2 separate regions of the Hordeum vulgare genome follow, and region 1 is linked to region 2. Evidence: chromatin contacts called from public Hi-C data. All regions are on one chromosome and are shown on one strand. The core of a region is the stretch at or near the end of the contact, and the rest is flanking DNA. Distances in the headings are between cores, read along the strand shown.

Evidence for each region. A called contact is a pair of places that touch in the nucleus more often than the background predicts.
Region 1: a contact with region 2 is called in a Hi-C map of seedling, with 1.9 times the contacts expected there. The contact joins the promoter of LOC123442789 here to the promoter of LOC123442786 in region 2. A contact is called at or near these places in 2 of 6 Hi-C or Micro-C datasets (leaf and seedling).

The regions. Positions count from the first base shown.
Region 1 is chr3H:31,283,527-31,288,534 of MorexV3_pseudomolecules_assembly, reverse strand. It overlaps LOC123442789 (protein BREAST CANCER SUSCEPTIBILITY 2 homolog A-like), which reads right to left and starts at 1,397. Exons shown (of 16, transcript XM_045118923.1): 1 at 1,109-1,397; 2 at 938-994; 3 at 618-788; 4 at 451-516; 5 at 203-307. The coding sequence starts at 1,274.
Region 2 is chr3H:30,883,261-30,888,071 of MorexV3_pseudomolecules_assembly, reverse strand. It overlaps LOC123442786, which reads left to right and starts at 1,832. Exons shown (of 10, transcript XM_045118919.1): 1 at 1,832-1,917; 2 at 2,319-2,395; 3 at 2,943-3,146; 4 at 3,351-3,472. The coding sequence starts at 3,086.

The DNA.
Region 1 (5,008 bases), core at 148-2,647, 400 kb before region 2:
GGCTAGTTTGATAAATATTCTACTCCCTCCGATCCATATTAATTGTCGCTGATTTATTATTAATTATGATATAATTTCTAACAGTACAAAGGATCAACAGATCCTAAATTACTCCGAGCCATATAAATGTTGCCATGAACAAAGTGATAACAAAGCACTTTCAGCATTTACATAGAAAGTAAACATGTGTTAAACTTCCTACCTTCTAAAATAACTCTTGCCTTTTGGATTGAGTCTCTGCCTGGCAAGACTGCTTTTCCTGATCCAGTTTGGAACAATGGGGGCATGGCAGTGTTATGCACTCCACCTAAATTTCATAAGATGGAAAACTGATAGTGATGCATAACCTCGAGAAAATAAAGTTCGTACAGCTATCAAACCTAGGCACTTTCTGGCTATCATTGCAACATTCAATCTTGTCTCTGCAGAGAAAAAGGAAGCAAGTCTTACCTCTAAATGGGGCGTCCATTCCTCTCAATCCGCCCTCTACATCAGGTACATCCCCAAATGGTTGCTCTGAAACACAAAATCTGGTCAGCCCAGCAGAGAACATACAGAAACGGACAACGGAACAATTCGACCGAAGCAAACGAAAAGTTGGGCACATAAGCTCTTACTTCTCTTAATGCCAGCCTTCTCCACCTCCTCCCCGACCAAAGCCCTGGCCCTCCTTATAGCCCTCTCGCTGAGAGACACTGGTCTCCCCGACCCAGTGCAGAACAGCTCACCTTTTCCTGCATCCCCGGTTGCTCCGGCCATCCCATCACCTTCGAGCAGCTTGCTCCGCGCTGCAGATTCCATCAGCAGCAACAGGCCAGTCACCAGTTAAAAAAAAGCATTTGCGTCCAAACGCCGAGACGGGGTATACACACATGAGGGCACACCGTGCTCGCACTGACAGGACCAAGTATGACGAGGTGAAGGGAGGAGGCGGTACCCTGGACGAGGAGGTCGGCCATGGACTCTACGCGGCAGCCGTCAGCAGCGTCCTGGCCTAGGGTTTCGGATCGGAGAAACGACGACGCGGGAGGGGGGCCAGTCAAGTCAGTATCCAGCACAATTTCTAGGAAGGAACAGACGCCGAGATGAGAGGACGATGGGGCCGTACCTTTGGCCGGCGCGTCCTCGAATGAAGCGGCGGCTATCCCCGCGGCGCGCCCCGGCGCAGGAAGAGGCGGGGCCGCGGCGGGCGGCGGCGGCGCGTCGGGGTCGGGGGCGGGGATCCAGACTTGGCTGCCGTCGGGCCGGCCCCAGACCTGCCACCTTCTCGGCATCGCGGCGGGGGTCTCTCCCGGAATCTCGGCGGGAATCTCTCGCTCAATCGCCGGCGGCGCGACGGGTCCGAAAAGAGAGAGCGAGAGAGATTTGGGACGAAACTCTCTTGGAAAGGGTGATGGCCAAGCGGCGCGCAGCGTGCTCGCTCCCGCTTTTTTTTCGTCGCGCCCGAGGAAGATGGGCCGGCCCTACCGTACCGTGGGCTTGCGGGCACACAGGGATGTCCAGCCTGGTCGGGTCAGAGCCTAGCCCGGGGTGCTCCTACACGGCGCTGCACGAGCCCGTTCCCTCTCCCGGTGCCTGCAGCGTCGGATCCTGGTCCGGCCCAACAAAAAGGTGGACGCCCGATCCCATACACCAGTCGTTGAATTTCTAGAAAGTAAAAATTGTCATGGTAAATTGGTTGATCCATTGGTCAACCTTTGCCTTTTGAATTATTATTTAAAAATCATGAAAATAAAAAATGTTCGTGCATCTAAAAACAATATCTTGAATTTGAAAATTAGTCCACAAAAATATGAAAAGTTCATCAAATCTTTCGAAACAAAGTTCACCAATTCGAAAAAATGATCATTAATTTCGAAAAAAGTTCACAAAACAGAAACAAGTTTATCGAATTTGCAAAATAGTAATCAAATTTGATAAAGAATCATTGAACTTTTAAAAAAATAATCAAATTTGAAAAACAAGTCATAAAGTTTGAAAAACGTTCATAGGATTTGGAACAAAAGTTCACCTAATCTGAAAAGAAATAACATTTTTTTCAAAAGTTCACCAAATTCGAAAACCAAAATAAAAAATCATGTACTTTTTCAAAAAGTTCGTTCAACTGGAAAAAATCACAAATATTTAAAAAGTTCATCAATTTTGAAAAAGTTCATCCCTTTCAAAAACAAATCATAAAAATTCAAAAAAGTTCATCAAAATTTGAAAAAAGATCATCGATATTCAAAAAAGTTCATAAATTTTTTAAAAAGCTTCATTTATTTGGAAAAAAGATTGTTAATTTGAAAAAATTCATAAAAAAGGATACAAAAATAAGAAATAGAGAAAAATTGAAGAAAAATCAGTCCTGAAAAAACCTAAATGAAAAAACCCATCTAGGAAGCTTCCAAAAGCTTCACAAAATCGGAAAAACCTCCCTCCCGCTAGAACTTACATAGGTCGGCAAATGACCGAACACTGCAGGCGTCGGTTAAGAAAAATGCACTTTAACCGGCGCCTGCAACGCCAAATAGGATTTATCCCTAGCCCGCATGCTGCCGGAACCGCCTATTTTCGCAAGGTGTGTCTGTCGCGAAGCTCTCTCGCTAGTCCAAGACCTACAGCTTCAGAATATTAGCATAGCTTATGATTCAAAGCAATTGGTTGAAGACTGTAAGCACGGCAGTCATGGAAGAACAGGACCAATCATCACACAGATAAGGACTAGAACTTCTACCTTTTTGTGTAATTTTATTTTCGAAGGTCGTGCGGCCATTGTTGACGCATATAGTTAAGCTAGATTTTCCCTTTCGCTGGCTCTAGATCGTCATGTTTGGTCTGGCCAACCACATGACCCAAATTGTGTCCCACAAAGTGTGGTCTTTAATTAATAAAGTTTGGTTTATTCCTAAAAAACTAGAAATTGGTCGGTTTCGGTCTTTCATTTCGTAGAGAAAATTCAAAAAAATAACATTTTTGTTTCGAGTTTGAATGATAGAATAGAATGAAACTGTTCAACTCATCTATTTTTAATAGAAATTGTTTCTTCACCCAACACAATCGTTGTTGTCGTTGTTCCTTGTTGTCGAATCTGCGGAAGTGCCTGAGTGTTGTCCAGATCAAGGGTTGGAGTGAGCTGAATTGAGGTGGCTCAACGCACAAAAAGGTGGAAGGTGGTTGGGTCGTCGCAGTGGCGGTATCCTGCATGAGAGGAGTCGGCATAGGTAGCTGGGACTAGGGGTGGGAGGTGACGAACATGGTAACCACATCTGCACCATGGGGGTGGGGACGAGCTCCTTCAATGATGGTGTCAGTTGACGGAGTAAGAGAGAGAGGAAGAGATGAGGGGTGGATGGTGCCGGAGCTAATCCGATGACTATGGTTCTTTACTCTAACGAGGATCGAGAGGTGAGGGAGTGACTAGATGGCAGGGGCTTGACGAAATGAAAGGGGAATTGTCTGAGGAAGGGGGTGAAAGCCCCATGCAGAGGTCATTCCACATGACTCCTTCAATTTGAAGGAATGTGCAAGTGGCATATCAAGTGTGTATTCAGTTCGGGTCCAACCAAACACAACGACGAGGCTCGGCTGTGGAACGTACCCGTTCCATTTCAACCCATGACACAAACCAAACACACCTATATATCGTAGCAACAAGTGCTCTTTTCTATTTCTCGCATATAGCGAGTATAGCATTCGGCATGCCTCAATGCTCCAGCATAATAGGGGCGACCCATTAACTTATGTGCTCCTCAGTTTCCTTTTTTTTTGTTTCCTTTTCCTTTTCCGTTGGTTTTCTTTTTTTCTTTTTTTATTCCTTTCGTTCACGGTTTTATTTGTTCCATCATGCTTTTACTGGACTTTCTTCTATTTCTTTCGTGATTTTCATTGATTTTTTTTTGCATTGGTATCTTCGGTTTTGTTCACCATATGTTGAAAGTTTTCCAGTACAAATTCTATATTTTTCTGTATATCAGAAACATATATTTTTATGTCCATTTTTTCCATACACTTATGGATTTTTGGTATATATTCAACATAAAATTACATCTTTACATTATTTAAATACAGATTTAATATATGTGTAATACATGGTCAACACTTTTACATGGAAATTTAGCTTTTCTTTAAACGCTTGAGTAACATTTTAATACATGGTTAATTTTTTCTATACACATTTAACATTTTTCCAAATGCTTGATTAATATTTTTGAAGTACAATATTAATATTTGTTTGAATACATGGTCAACATTTTCTAGTACAGATTTACTATTTTTTAAATGCTTGACAAACATTTTTCAAATACTTGTGTATAATTATCTCAAATTCTTTATTAACTTTTTTAATACAAGATCAAATTTTTCACACACATATTATATTTTGTATATGCATTTCTTCTGTACATGAGAAACATTTTCTCTCTTCAAATATAACATTTTTTGAACACTTGATTAAAAAGATCAAACGCAGTACACATTTATTTAGAATATTTGGAAGTATAAGAAATAATAAATAAATAAAACTAAAAGACATGAGGTTGTGGCCTCCCGCTCGCTTCGGCCTGACCATATCACGCTGCCATTCACGCGAGGCTTCCCTTGTACTCCCTCCGTCCTAAACATAAGTCTTTTAAGAGGAATATAGATTTATTCATTTTGCTTCGTATGTAGCCCTCTAGTGAAATCTCTAAAAAGATTTATATTTACAAACGGAGGGAGTATTAACGTTCATCTGCATGAAATAGAGGCGTCCGCTTTCATCTGCGTGAAATTTACCAGCGTTGAAGCTATGGGTTAACCCATTTTAGCCTGTTCTTTTCTATTTTCTGGGTTTCTTTCGAATTCAATTGGTTTTGTTGGCTGGTCTTTTCCATTTGTTACTTCACGTTTTTTTACTTTCATGGTTTTTACTTTTTTTTCTCCTTATTTTTTATAAATACGTGATTAACATTTATTAAGTTATATTTTTATGTCTCCTTTTACATAAACATTGTACTTTTCCGTATACATTAGAAATATTTTTTCTATA
Region 2 (4,811 bases), core at 583-3,082:
CTTCTCTCGTGTGGCCTTTTCTCAGCGGAGAACAAAAGTGCATGATAACGTGTTTGAAGTAGAAAGTAAAAAACGAAAGAGATGAATGAAAGATGATTCATTATTCTTTATTGATGATAAAAGTGAGGTATTTATACCCGAGCGGAAGTACACTTGTTGCTTGGCAGTTAAGTAACCAATAGTTACTTGAAAGCCAAGGAATTACATAGTTGCCTTGAGAGCCAAGGAAGTACATGAGAACCAAGTAACTTATCTACCACTTAACTTAATCCTAATTAGCTTAATTAATAAGCAACTATTATATTCTTAACACGAACGACGGAGATGCAGTGGATAAGGACCCTCTCAAGTAGCGCGAGGTATGAATGACTCCTCAATACCCATATTCTGGGTGTTTTGGTGACTGACACGGTCCTTGAGGTCACACACGAGGAGACTCTGGCAGAAGGCGCACGTGTGGCTCAACTTGAGCATAACTTGGTTGTTTGCGAGCAGGCACTGGCAGATAACATTCGACATCGACGCCTTGACCCTTCAGTTGTCCGACACAGGGTGATGGGATTGTCGTGGATGGCATCCCGCAAGTGTCTACCTTTCTGAAGGTGACGATCGCTTAAAACAAGCTCATTTCTCAGTCTCGTGGTCGATTGACGTCGCGTAGTCGGGGCCCAGAAGGAACCAGAGTCAGATCCCTACATTGCTTCGGCGCATCCTTGCCACTCCACAGTACGAAGAGCAACCACTCAGATGGATGGAAGGAGAGCTCGGTCCCCCCTCCGACAAGAGGACCGTCCGCGACTGTGTGCACTATCAGAAAACACATATGTGATGGTACGACTTTGTTATAATAGGTCACATTTTGTGTCACGCATGTATATCCATGACGATTTTATGAGAGAATCAAGATAGTCATACATGTGTTGTTATGGAAGTGTTTTCATGACAATAATGCATTTAGTATCATAGAAGTGTTCACTTCTGTGGTGATAAATGGCGTGTCATGAAAGTTTTTTCGTTAAGTTGTGGTCGTCGTTAAGCTATCGGGTGCCAATTTTGGATGTCATACCCATTAAGAGCTCCAATCAATGATGATTTTTTTTCAAAAATCTTGATTTAATAATTTTTCAAGTACAAGATTAACATTTTTTTGAATACATGATCAAATTTTGTTTTATACACATTTATGTTTTTTTAATTTGATTAACATTTTTAAGTACAAGCTTAACATTTTAAAATACATGGTCAACATTTTTCTATAAGAAATTAATATTTTTAATACAAGATTACCATTTTTTGAATACATGGTCAAAACAATTTATACACATTTAACGTTTTCAAATGCTTGATTAAATTTTTATAAACACTTGTGTAACATATTTTCTCAAATGGTGGATTAAAAATTTATTAAATGCTTTATCAATTTTTTCCACACGCATTATACTCCCTCCGTTTCAAAATTCTTGTCGTACATTTGTTTAGATGTGAATGTACCTAGTCACGTTTTAGTATTTAAATACATCCATTTTTAGACAGACCTAAGACAAGAATTTTTGGACCGAGGGAGTAGTTTTTTTTATACATGAAAAAAAAATCTATATACATGTTTAACATTTTTCAAATGCTTGGATAACAGTTTTTGGAAGCGTTTTTACGAAAGTGTTTTTAATAAATTTATTTAGAACTTGGAAGTATAAACTAAAGTAAATAAAAAGAAAGAAAAAATGGAAAGAAAATAACATGGAAGACAAAAAAAAACGATGTTGTGGCTCCCCCGTGCCTGGGCCGGTCCTTATTGCGCTCGGCTTCATGTGAGAGTGAGTACAGTAGTTCTAAAAAGATGTTCTATATATTATTATTTTTGTCGCGTGAAGCGAGACGCGGCACCGGCGCGGGACGAGGGGAGAAGCGGCGGCGCAGGTGAGCCCCGGCCTCGCCCCTCCTCCCCCTCCCTTCCTGTCTCCGGCCGGCAACGGCGGTAGCGCCCCCAATCGCCAGTGCGGCCCGCATCGATCCCCTCTGTCCCCGCTCGACATCTCCATCTCCATCTCCATCTCCGGCCATCGGCGTGTCTCCTCCCTCTCCGCCTCTGCCCCATCCGGCCAGTCCTCATCCCTCCCCTGCCTATACCACACATCTTGGATGCGGGACCTCACCCCCACCCCGTCCATGTCCGATGCGGGTCGTGGAGCAGTAGCTGGTCGCCGCCCCCTCCCGTACCCCATGGCGGCGTCAGCTCGCCTCACTTTTAACCACTTCTTAAATCCCAATTCCTCCCGTGCTGGATTCTTAGATGCTGACTATTTCTCTGGAATTTGCAGGTTGTTTCAAGGTCGGCACATCCTGAAGGCCAATTGAAGGCTCGTGACTAACAAATACATATTTTTTGCTCTCCCAGGTTATTTATCTTGCCATGTGCTTGCTTCTGTTTACAAATTTGATGGCTTGCTAGTGGATATTGATTGATGTTTGTCCATGATTTGATATGGTGGAGGAAAAATCAGTGTAGCTGCAGCATGTGCTTTTGGCTTGGTTTATTTATTTGGTTTAGAAGCCTTGCTGGACCATGTCAAATATGGCTTGGTATATTAATTTGTGTTACTGAATATGCTGATTGAAGAAATATGGCTTGGCATATTAATTTGTGTTACTGAATATGCTGATTGAAGTTGAAGGTGTGTTCGTGCTTTGATATGGCGGAGGACAAATCATACTTGGATATGTAGGGATGGTTGTTGAACCATGTCATATATGACCTGGTTTATTTATTACGAATGCTTTCTGTAGCATATGTGACATGGCTTGGTTTATTATTTGTGTGATGGAATGACCTTGTGCTGTAGCAAACGGAATAGGATTTCAACAAAAGAATGGATTTCATTACAACCTCTTATTCTTTTCCCTACTATCATTGACTATTCGATCCACATCATTCGTTACGGTAGGCCTACCACCCCTGGACCAGCCCAAAGCTGAGTCACGGCCGCACCGCAACTCTCCAGCTTCCGCGCACCAGCTGTGCCGCCCTCGCCAGGTGGTGAGATCTCCTATCTCTCCTGCCGGTGGGTCAGTGGTTCCAGCGGACAACATGCTGGGCGTCTCCACCGGCCAGCTTTTGGTCATCCTTGGGGCCTGCTCCGTGATGATGAGTAAGACTTGGAGCCACATCACCTCTCTTTTCTTTTGCCTTTCATTTGATCTCATTGCCTGCCTGAGCTGCTCAATCGGATAGGTTATTTTGCCGATTGCTGCCATAAGAAGATGATTTGGGGAGCTCTCTTTTCACAATTTGTGAGAAACTGCAGCGCGGGTCCTTTTTTTTCCGTTTAGTCTGATTCATCTGTTCTTGGCAGAGCCCAGTGACATGATCAAGATGGCAAGAGTGGCAGGGAGGATGACCGGGAGAGCGGTCGGTCGCCTCATGATCTACCGCCGGCAGATGGATGACATCTTTGAGCAGACTGCAGCGAAGAAGGTACCTTGCTGATTCTTGCACATGTATGTATTTTTGGTGCCATTGTGTGAGTTGATTTTTGTGCGTACATTTTCTCATTAGTGCCACGTGAAACCATGTCTTACTCAACGCCAGATCTAGGAATTGAAGTTAGACGGGGCAAACATTTAAGCTTTAAAAAATTAGGTACAAATGCAAGTCTACTCAACCCAAATTCATGAAATTCAACTAGCAGAAACAGGAAAAAGCATTAACAATAGCCTTGAAGTATTCCATTTCCTTTTTCCAATTTTAAAAACTGTCTTTGAGTAAACATTATGTCAAAATAATATTACAAAAATACTCCTAGACCTGAAAAGAAACAACAGAAACAATAGCGGACATCTATCTATACTATACTATAACAAATCATAGAATTTATACCATACTTCTTTGAATGCCCGTCAATCGTTCCCAATATTTGTGCGAGGAAAATCATGTCCAATCAAACGAGCTGCATGCCTACATGCCTAATTGCTACTGACCTCACTTTGAAGTTGAAACACAACATCAAACAACGTAAATGCCTAGTTGCCTGCTGGCCTACATGGTAAACCGGCTAGACTCGAGATTAAATAGAAAAACCAATACTCAAAAGGGAAAAAAATGCAATCTGCTTGTTGCCACTGCCGTGTGTGCTTATGGTTCGTCGCTGTTACTGTTGCCGCCTCTCCTTATGGTTGTAGCAACAGACTGAACTGTGTAGGGGTGTGAAAGTGGAATAAAATGGCATATTTGGTAAATCTGTCTACTACCACCACTATCACCTCCTTCCCATGAGAATTAGGCAATCATTCTATAAAGTCCATGGTAATGTGTTGCCAGGCCATATCAGCAATGGGCAGAGGGTCTAAGACACCAGGTATAAGACAATGCTCACCTTTGGCTCTCTGGCAAACAGGACACTGTGCAATATAATTCTCCTCAAACTTCTTTAATCCAGGCCAAAAGAAAGTATTCTTAATTCTCTGATAAGTAGCCCTCATACCAGAATGTCCACCAATAGGAGAGGAATGTAGGGCTGTCAACAATTTTGTTTTCAGTTCAGTATTGTCAACCACAACAATCTTGCCCTTATATCTGATGATTCCATAGTAAAAGGAGTAGTCTGTAGGGGAGGCATTGTTGTGTAAGAGCAGCTGTTCCAAAATGGGCTTGTAAAAATGTCTTGTTGGTAGCTGTCATATAAATTCTGTGCCCAGAGAGGAATTCTCATAGACAGAGTCATGAGCTGATGAACTTTTCTAGAAAGAGCATCTGCTTCTCTGTTGTGGATACCCTTTTTGTACTGTATGGAAAAATCAAATTCCAGTAACTTCAT